Regions from separate parts of the Rattus norvegicus genome. Here region 2 is linked to region 1. A link is a contact called in public Hi-C data. All regions are on one chromosome and are shown on one strand. Each heading gives the region's core, a stretch centred on a gene start, on an enhancer-like site or on the middle of the called end of the contact. The rest is flanking DNA. Distances are from core to core; before and after follow the strand shown. Region 1 has its middle 77 kb from the start of Rnu6-613. Region 2 overlaps Glis3 (GLIS family zinc finger 3).

Region 1 (4,640 bases), core at 1,959-4,458:
AGGATAGCATTTATTACTGAGGAGGAAAAGGGGTATGCAAAGTAGAAAACCCACATGGTAGGCATAGTGGTTTGAGGCAGGATAGAAACACAAGGAAATGATGGGGAAATGAAAAGGAAGAGCAACTTGGTACCCTTGGAGTACTGGTAAAGCATCTCTCCTGATCAGCACAATTAATAATGCCATGAAATTAATACTTTCATACATAAATGTGTTGTTAGAGTAGCAGTAACTTATGCCTAAGACTTGACTGTATATCACTTGAGGTGGGGCTGGATTCTGTTCCTCAGACATTGCCTGAGAATCTCAAACAGAACATTTTACAATAAAGATACACAACTTCTGTGTCTCTTGTGCGTCTGAATTTTACCTTATAGGATGTTGTTCTACCAGATGTCCCTCAAGAGCAAACCTGTATAAGATATCTTGGTGATTTGAATAAGAATGTCTCCCATAGGATTATGTATTTGAATACTTTGTTACCAGTTCATGGAACTGTTTGGAAAGGATTAGGAGGTGTGGCCTTGTTGTAGGAGTTGTGTCACTGCGGGGGTGGGGTGGGGTGGTGGCGGGGGTGTGTGTGGTGTGTGATTGAGGTTACCAAAGTTCACACCATTGTCGTTCTCAGTTAGTTCTCTCTCTGCTTCATGCTTATGAATCAAGATGTGAGTTCAGTGTTATGCCTGCCTGCTGCCGTGCTCCCCGCCATGATGGACTCAACCTCTGAGTCTGTGAGACATAATAAACTCTTCCTTCTATACGTTGTGTTGGTTGTGGTATCTCTTCATAACAATAGAAAAGTAACTAAAACATAGTATCTTCAAAATCCTATGTGTGACTGTTGTGAGGCTGATGGGCTGTGCAGTGTGAGTCACACATAGGTGTGTCTGGATTTCTTTTTAGTGATTCTCTTTCTCTCAAGTCTTGAACTGAAGCCTATATTCAAATTTCTTTAATAAAATCTCCATCTCTGCTTCATAAGCAGACTAATCTTGACATTCCCTAAGCCATGAACTCTGTTTTGGCCTAAAGGGAGATCCCTAAAACTCTAGGGAAATGCCTCAAGCTGCTGAAAGTGAGAGCAGGGAGCTGAACCTATATGATCACAGTTTCATGCACAGGGGAAGCTATGGATTAAACCTGATGACAAGGTATTAGAGCAAAGAGAGCTTTATACTGACTACAGCAGTTGAGGAGGACATCACAGTTTCAATAGGAATTTAAAACATAAATATGGGAGAAAGAATATTCCTATTAGAGATACAAAACTGTGGAGAAACAGTTTCTGAGGTGCGAGAGATGCGAGTCTAAATGTAGGGCTTACATGAACTTAAATACTTAAGCTATCTTCTCAGAGAGATTAGCACGTGGAAGAAAATTAGATTGGACTTAGATTCTAAATGGAATCTAGCCTTTATCTGACAAGGCATATATCTATAGTTATAACCAGCGTGCCCTTGACTGGGGCAGGGTAACAAGCTGTGAGGTGTGGCGCTAACTGGAAGGAAGGGTGAGAATATGAGTGTCTGGCCAAAGCTAAGTATCTCCCAAGGCATGAAGACTAAATGTGTTGGCTTCTTTTTTTTAACAGAGCAAGTAGCTTTGGGGCTCTGTCCTGGCTCTCTCCTGTCTTCTCCTATTCAAATTAGCAAGAGCAGAGCAGAAAGAGCTCTCTCTCCTCCCATAGCTAACCTGTTCCCTACACAGATAAATACATAGTGGCAAAAACCTCACAAGGTCCCTATGGAAAGACTACCTACTAGGAGATTAAACAGACCAGGCAAGGAGTTGCTAGAACTATTAAATAGAAACAGGGAAGTGATGTGATCCTATTTGGCCATTGGTATGGTGTGTGGGGAGTTGCAATGGAGGTGGTGAAGGCTGAAGTTGATGACAAGGGTACACTTGAGCATTTGGGATGCTGATGACATCATAGACCCAGATAGGAAACACAGACGGCTTGAACAGGTTTGGGGCCAGCTGAGTTTCAATTGGACACGCTGAGTTTGTGGTCCTGGCAACTCTATCTCCACAGAAAGGTTGACCAGGCAGATGGATGAGCAGGTCTGTAGGAGGCACAACACCCTGCACACAGCTTCCCCATCAATGTTTATTCAATACAAAATAAACAAAGAGGAAACCAGTTTCCATGTTAGCGTTCCCACAGTGATATTTACTGGTTGGGTCCTTGCCGAAGTGAGGTTTGAATATATCCAACTTAAAAATAATTGCTTGCCACTTCTGTGCCCTCCCATATGTTTCTCCTTCTACTGACAAATTCAATCTTGTTTGTAAAAAAAAAAATCAAAGAATTTGAGTGTTTAATACTATGACTATTCAAATACACTGTTGCCCTACCTTGACAATATTAGTTACTGGAAAGATCCATTTTACCAGGCGTACTTGAAACTGTGTGCAACAGCAAAGGCTGTGAACTCAGCCTTGACATGCTATGTTTCCAACTTCATTGTGTTCGGACTACTTTGTATTACTACTACCTTTGGTTTTCAGCCTTTAAAAACCTTGTCGTTCTGGAATAAATTAGCCAATGGGTTCCCACTTGGAGTTCCAGAAATACAGTGTGTGTGCCCTTGTTCAAAGTAAGATGATAGCTCGTACTTTTTAACCTAGATCCTGTGTTGCGTAGTATAAGGTTTTAACAAAGCCCTATCGAGTCTGAAGGTACAGTGTTGCTCACAAACATCCTGTGAATACAGGCACCCCACTAATTCCCACTTGGATATTATCTCCACCAATCTTTGAGCAGACAGGCAATGTTTCATCCATCTTGAGCTTCCTCCCTTCTATCAACTCAATGCTTTACAAAGATGACAACACAAAGTAAGCATGTGAAGGGTATTATGGTCAAAGGTGTTGGGGGGGGGGTGGTGGAGAGGTCAGATCTGCTGAATTCTCACCTCACTTCTGTTTACTTTATGTAGTACAATAGGGGCTTCACCTGGTCAAATAGGAGTCATGGCCATTCACCAGGGTAGAGGGATAGGAGAGAGCAATGCCGTGCATTTTCCCATAATAATGAAACTAAATTCTGACCACAGCATTTGTTCTTTTTCTTCTTCACACCCTGAGGGATTCTCTGCTATTTTTCTAAGTTTTTAAGAAAGGGTTCTTTTACCCCCAATCCTTCTCATCACAGCCCAGCACTCACGGCACAGCCACAGAGGAATCTCTGACTCATGCTTACAAAAGTGGAGCTGCATAACAGGATTCATTCTGCTCTGACTAATTTCTCCTCAACACATGTTGACTCATTAGAAATTGTGAGAAGAAAGTTAGCAAAAGTCACTTTTATTGCTTCCCTTGTAGGAAACACACACACACACACACACACACACACACACACACACACACACACACACTTTTTTTTTCTTCTTCTTCTTCATAGCAAATTAATTGCACACTGGACACCATATAATTCCACAACCCCTTCAAGGGTACCTGCTAGGGAAAAGCACTCCTTCTCTGAAGTCATAAAAATTAAGACATGGGGAAAATATTAGAATGTTATGGTAGGAAATAGAAGTGGTTGGGTAAGTTGAGGGGCAAGTTTGAAGAGAAATGGAAAGATGTCAGTAAAGAAAAGAGAACAACCAGAGGGGAGGGGGACGAGCACACTGAGGACTAAGGTTCAGGGCCATCACCTTATCCAGGTGGCAGAGATTCTGGCCATCAGGCCTTTTTCTTGTACAAATTTTTAATCAATTCTCATTTGTGCAGTTTTGCTTCGAGGACAAGCGCTCCTATCTTAGGGTGAGTGGTGGTGGTGGTGGGAGACTATGGAAATGTGACTCCGGAGCTGCCAATCCCTTCAAACTTCAGTTTAAACTCTGTTCCTCTGAATCCCTCTCACCTTCCCTTTAGGATACTTTCTCTTCCATAGTGCCTGTCTCTATTTCTATCTTCTATCTCTAATGTATTCTTCCATGTAATAGGCAAGCCCAAAGTTAATGGCTTAAAAAATAGGACACTTGGGGTTTTTGCTGTACGGACCAGGGATTTAAGCAGGGCTCCTCTCTACTGTGTAGCACTAGCTAGAAACATTTCTACTGGGTTGGAGCACCCTCTATGGCTCCATCCTATGTCTGGTGCCTCAGATGTGGAAGCTTGGATAGCTAGAGGATGGTTTGACTTCGTTATCTAGAGGGGTGGTAGAGTATTTTGGTAGAGCATCTTAGATCTTGAACAGATCTTAAGTTCTATGTAATGAGATGATACAGCCAGATGTATGTCATATCCTTTGAGCCCAAAACAAGTCACAAATGCTGTCCAGATTGAAAGAAGTGGAAAACAGATTTCTCCTCTCGATGCATGGAGTGGCGTGCCCAGATAGGCAAGGTAGAGTGGTGGCTGGCAATGTTCCAGTTCGTTGTCTTAGTATGTAATTCTTTGAATATATCACAAGGCAGAACCAATGTTGAATCTTTCACTGCATCTTTCCCACAATCAGGGATCGGATTGTTTTGATAAACTAACAGGTCCGTGTGAGCTGGAGACAGAGAAGACCTTCCCTGGTGTGGCCAGAGGCTGTGGCTTGATTCCCTAGTTTTACACGTATTAAAAAAACTCCAAATGTACCCCTGAGCCTGTGTTTCTCTGAAGTAAGCTCAGGTAGTCTGTCC
Region 2 (4,791 bases), core at 740-3,239, 110 kb before region 1:
CTACTCCTTACTAGTTCATCTTATGTGAGTCAGATGTATCTTGTTGTTTGGGGTAGGTTATGTCCTCAGATTGTACTGGGTTCCCCAGATAGTCCCAACTTGTCTGTCCCCTCATCACTTTGTTCTTTGGTCATAGACTGACAGAAGATAGCAGATATACCAGAAGGGTAGACCAGAAGGCCCTCTAGCTCCTTGTGTCTTTTACTCTCAAATAAAGAAGTGAAACAAGAGAGCCATTGGGTCTTAATGACGTTGTCTCCCAAAGTTGAAACATCAGTATGATTGTGTGATAATGACATAGGTGACCTTGCTACTCAAATCCTTTCTCCCTTCGGCCCAGAGGAGCAGAAGAACAGGCCCCATTTAGGATTGGATGCCAGTGCAGACTCTATCTCTTCAGACTCTCTGATTTCATAACTTCTCATTCCTCTCCTACAAGCTCAGAGCTACTTTGGAGACACAATAAGGACGTGTTCTCCAGAAAATAGCCTCCATATGGGGAATCCTGGCTTGTGTGTTTTACTAGATGTTCTCAGGGTAGTGCCAGGATTTGTTTTCTCCTGGGGCCACTCAGCATTGCCTTTCGGGTTAAGCCCAATTAAGAGGCAGTGTTTTGAGAAGTGCAGATGTACCGGCACAGGACACACAGCTGCTCTTCTCCTCCCATAGAATAAAAACCTAAGTGACCAGATGATAGGCATCTGATCACAACTGGTTTGCTGATATACTCTGACCTCTTTGCCTTAAGTCCCTCATCTTCCTCTTAGTTCCTTTGCAGCCTTCTTAGATAGCATCAGCATACTTCCCAAGTGAAACGCAAAGTGAACACAGCATTGTCTCCCAGGCTCTCACTCCCTTCACATAAATGTTGAAGCTGCCATTTACGAGATTACTTTGCTTCAGGACCTTTAGGATGAACTTCGGAAATGTGTCTAATGCACCTTCCCCTTTTCTCAGCTATGTCCTTACACAAGAGCCCAGCCTTGTGGACTCAGTTGTTTCTATAAAATAAGTGATGTCACCAATGATGACCTGCATTTGCTAGTTCAAAATGAAGCCTTTCTTCCACATAGTCTAAACAGGAACTAACTAAAGGCTTTCCTGTTGATGAACTATGGGGAGGTTACTTGCTTCATTGCTAGTATATTTTTATCAAGACTTACGTTGCTGCTTATTCTCACGACATTGAAAGACCCTTACCTCCTTCTCTGCCATGAGTATCACTGTCCCATGCTGAACCAACAAAGTAAGCGTCCTCTTAATTTCTCTGTGACCATTTCCAACTGCAAGTCTGTTCTCTCAAGTCTCCTGTCCTTCGCCGTTAGACAGTAAATGCTATTCTAAATCTCATGACTCAGAACCTGCCAGTCTCCCCTCAGAACGAGAAGATAAATAGACAGTTGTCCAAGGTTCCTTGGTAATTTCTCCTTGTTTAAATTACCAGTATATCTCCTTTCAGAAAGCCGTACTCTGAGGCTGAGGCTGGGGATAGCACTCGATGGTGGAGTGCTTGCCTGGCATATGCAAGGAATTGCATTCAACAAAACCAAAAGACCCAACAACCTTGTGATTGTTACACGTTACTACAAAAATGCCACAGTACATTCCTTCTACACCAGCAGGAATGCTCTTTACCCAGCACAGAACCCAGGCCGACCTCTCAGGTTCTGTGTTTCAAGCATATTTGACCTTTGAGGTTTAAAGTTATTTTACTCTTGGCAAGAGAAAATGTATTGTTTAAGGAGACTCTGGTTAGAGGGGGTCATAATAAGGACCCATAACACTTCTTGGACCTCAGATATGCCTTACAAAACAAAATGTTTATGAGCTAAGTGTAAATGACTCAGAAACATATGAATCGAATTTCCCCTAAAATGTGAACGGGTTTTAAAATTAGCAGGAAAAGGGCCTGGCACAAGATGTGCTTTGAATTTCACAAAACCCAGAGGGTTTGAAATACAGTTTAAGAAGCCTGACAAACCCAAACTGTGACTAAGGTTTCCTTTGTTGGTGTCTTTTCTTCCCTCTATGTGTCAGAGAAGCAGTCAGTGGTTGGACGAGAGAGAGGAGGGTCCTAAAGGGTTTTAGAAAGAGCACATTGTCATACTTGTTTAGGGCCAGAACGGGGACTCAGAAGGCTTTGAAGAGTTGGTCATGCTGCCTGTTGTAATCGTTTTTCCCAGGTTTGCACCTCCGACTCCATCTCCTCACCACATCAGCCCGGGAAGAGTTCCAGCTCCTCAGTCACTGCTACAGAGAGCACAAGCTCCCCACACCCAGCAGCCACCAGGCTCACTCCTGAAGCCCTACCAGCCAGAAACCAACTCTTCTTTTCAGTCAAATGGTATCCATGTCCACGGTAAGCAGGAGCTGGCAGCCCTTGGAGTTTTGAAGGCAGTGTTTTGCCCTTGCCTTCGGTCAGGTGTCCTAGGGACCAGATGTGGGTTCCAGATGTTCTGTTTTACATCAGACCTAAGATGTAAACAGCACCCTTTTCTGGCATGAAATCTGTAGTCTTTTTCTCAGCTGACCTGATTTATGACACCCATAGTTACCAAACCAAGGCAATCATTGGTGTTCCCGTGTTGTGAAACCTCAAGAATAGGTTGAATGATCAGGAGACTACGCAAAAGAAAGCCCCTGGAGTACCACCGTTCATGGCTGCTGACTCCTTCCCATAAGCCAGGTCCAAGTCTTCCATGGTTCCCCTGTGTGACATCTCCCCAGCCCCAAACTTCATGCATTCTATCTGTGCGTCTTGGGTAGAACTTTCATTCTCTCCATCTTGTACCTCATCTGAATGAAACTTATCATCTTTATTAACGTATAAGCTAGCTTCTGAGACCAGAGTTGTCTGACTCGCCATCGTATCTCTTAGGGAACCCAGCTCATTTCTTCATGCCCTGTAATGACTGCATATTCATACAGGAAGAGAGAACATAAGGAAAAGAGAAATCACAGTGGCTTACATTCTGTGTCAGCCTTATGTTCAGAAAGGGTCATGCTTTGAGGACTGAGTCTGCTTCAGTTTCTTTTCTTTAATCAAACTCCTTTTGCCAGTTCAAGCACATATCCTAGTGGACCTCCATAGAAAACTCAAACGCCAAGTCATACAGACTCCAACTGCCAAATGTTTTGCTTCCTGATGTCAGAATCCTATGTAAGCAGACATGATACTGTACATTGAGAGTCCAGATGATTCTAGAAGTGAGTCATCTCCCTCCTCTCATTAATACCATATATTTATATGGGTTATCACTTGGAATTAATGAACAGTGTCCCAAGACAGTGTTTACTGTGAGTGTAAACAAGGGCCCTAGATAGTAGACCCCAATAGTATTGTACTGAACTTGATCAAGAGGTTGGAAGCAGAGTCCTGAGCAGCAGGAAGGGGGCAGGAAAATGATAGTGCTCATCTGTAGCCATGGTGGACATTGGAAATCCAGGGTCACTGGCGCTGGCAAAAACTCCTTCCGTCTCCCCCTTTCCTGCTTGTTGTCTACTGCTTCCCAGCAAAGCTTAGACATCTTCAGTTCAGTGGGATTTTTTACTTTCCTCTTATAAGCATCTTCTCACACACCTATTATATCAGGAAACGTTTTTTTAAGTGCCCGCTACAAGTGCATAGGGTGGGGTCTATAAAACCAGAAAAAGGAGTTCTCTTCCTGGTCAGTCACGAAGCTTCTCTGATGAAGGGAGACCCAAGACTGTGTTCTGGAAAGCTACTAGCACCCCTCTGGAAGGGAGGTTTGGCAGCCTGGCCATGGCCCTGTAAAAGTCAGGGTAGTCAGAGTAGGTCACCTTCATGAAATGTGGTTTTAATGCCCAAATTTTAATGTGGCTGAAACCTGGGCGTATTTCTCAGTCAGTGACATCCTGTAGTGGCACCGATCTTTCCTTCCGGTGCCATATAGACTAATGGGGCAATTCACAGTGAGCCCTAGCATAGGTCCACTCAAATGTAGTATATCCTGTTTTACTTATAACTATGAAAAATTTTTAAAAATCTTTAGAACATTACAACTTAACGTATGTGTGAAAACTAACCAGAAAGAAATTTAGTTAAAATGCTGATTGTTTTTAATTGGGCTAAGACTTGCCTCCATGAACCTTACTTTGTAAACATAACTTTACAAGAGGGTTATGAAGGAGGCCAGTTGGTGTGGGAGTCCTGTGGACTCCTAGCTGTATGTACATGTGCAGGGTTTTACGCCTGGGATCACAGTCTCTGCTGTGGACATCTCTGGCCTTTCATCACTGTGACAAGTGTGATAAGACAACAGGCACAGGCAGGCATGTGAGCCTTCTTCCCTTGCTGCCTTCTCCTCTCCCTTTCGTTGTTAGGCTGTGAGAACAGGGATCGTGTTTGTAACTCCAGGCTAAGCATAGTGTTTGATGCAAAGGAGGCATCAAATAGGTATTCACTGGGTAAGTAATTGGCACCTTCTCATTCAGCAAATAAATAATACAGCAAGAGAAGTCAGAGGATATCCTCCATGCTACTTTGTCAAAATACCCTTTCTCTACATTTCTCCTTTGAAAGGGAAATAAGGAGTATATTTTCAGCTTGAAAACGTTGGGCTTTAAAACAGAAAACTTCTACTTTCTTTCTTTTTTTTGGTTCTTTTTTTTCGGAGCTGGGGACCGAACCCAGGGCCTTGCGCTTCCTAGGTAAGTGCTCTACCACTGAGCTAAATCCCCAGCCCCAACTTCTACTTTCTTAATTGTTAAAAACTTCTATAGCCAGTGAGGAACAGCTATTATCAACCATAAATTAGGTTCACGAGAGCC

What was found. Hi-C and Micro-C count contacts between places; a contact is called where the count stands out from the background.
Region 2: a contact with region 1 is called in a Hi-C map of the A7r5 cell line, with 1.7 times the contacts expected there. The contact joins two enhancer-like sites. A contact is called at or near these places in 2 of 12 Hi-C or Micro-C datasets (the A7r5 cell line and the Rat2 cell line).

Annotation. Positions count from the first base shown.
Region 1 is chr1:235,304,994-235,309,633 of GRCr8, reverse strand. No RefSeq gene overlaps it. Among named protein-coding and RNA genes, the nearest start is that of Rnu6-613, 77 kb to the left of the region's middle. Within about 2 kb of position 3,208, at least 16 of the 93 cell types and tissues checked have an H3K27ac peak or open chromatin away from gene starts, as enhancers often do. A contact at or near this core is called in the A7r5 cell line, where this site is marked.
Region 2 is chr1:235,410,704-235,415,494 of GRCr8, reverse strand. Glis3 (GLIS family zinc finger 3) reads left to right here. Exons shown (of 11, transcript XM_039101395.2): 9 at 2,184-2,359. Among named protein-coding and RNA genes, the nearest start is that of Rnu6-613, 28 kb to the right of the region's middle. Within about 2 kb of position 1,989, at least 10 of the 93 cell types and tissues checked have an H3K27ac peak or open chromatin away from gene starts, as enhancers often do. A contact at or near this core is called in the A7r5 cell line, where this site is marked.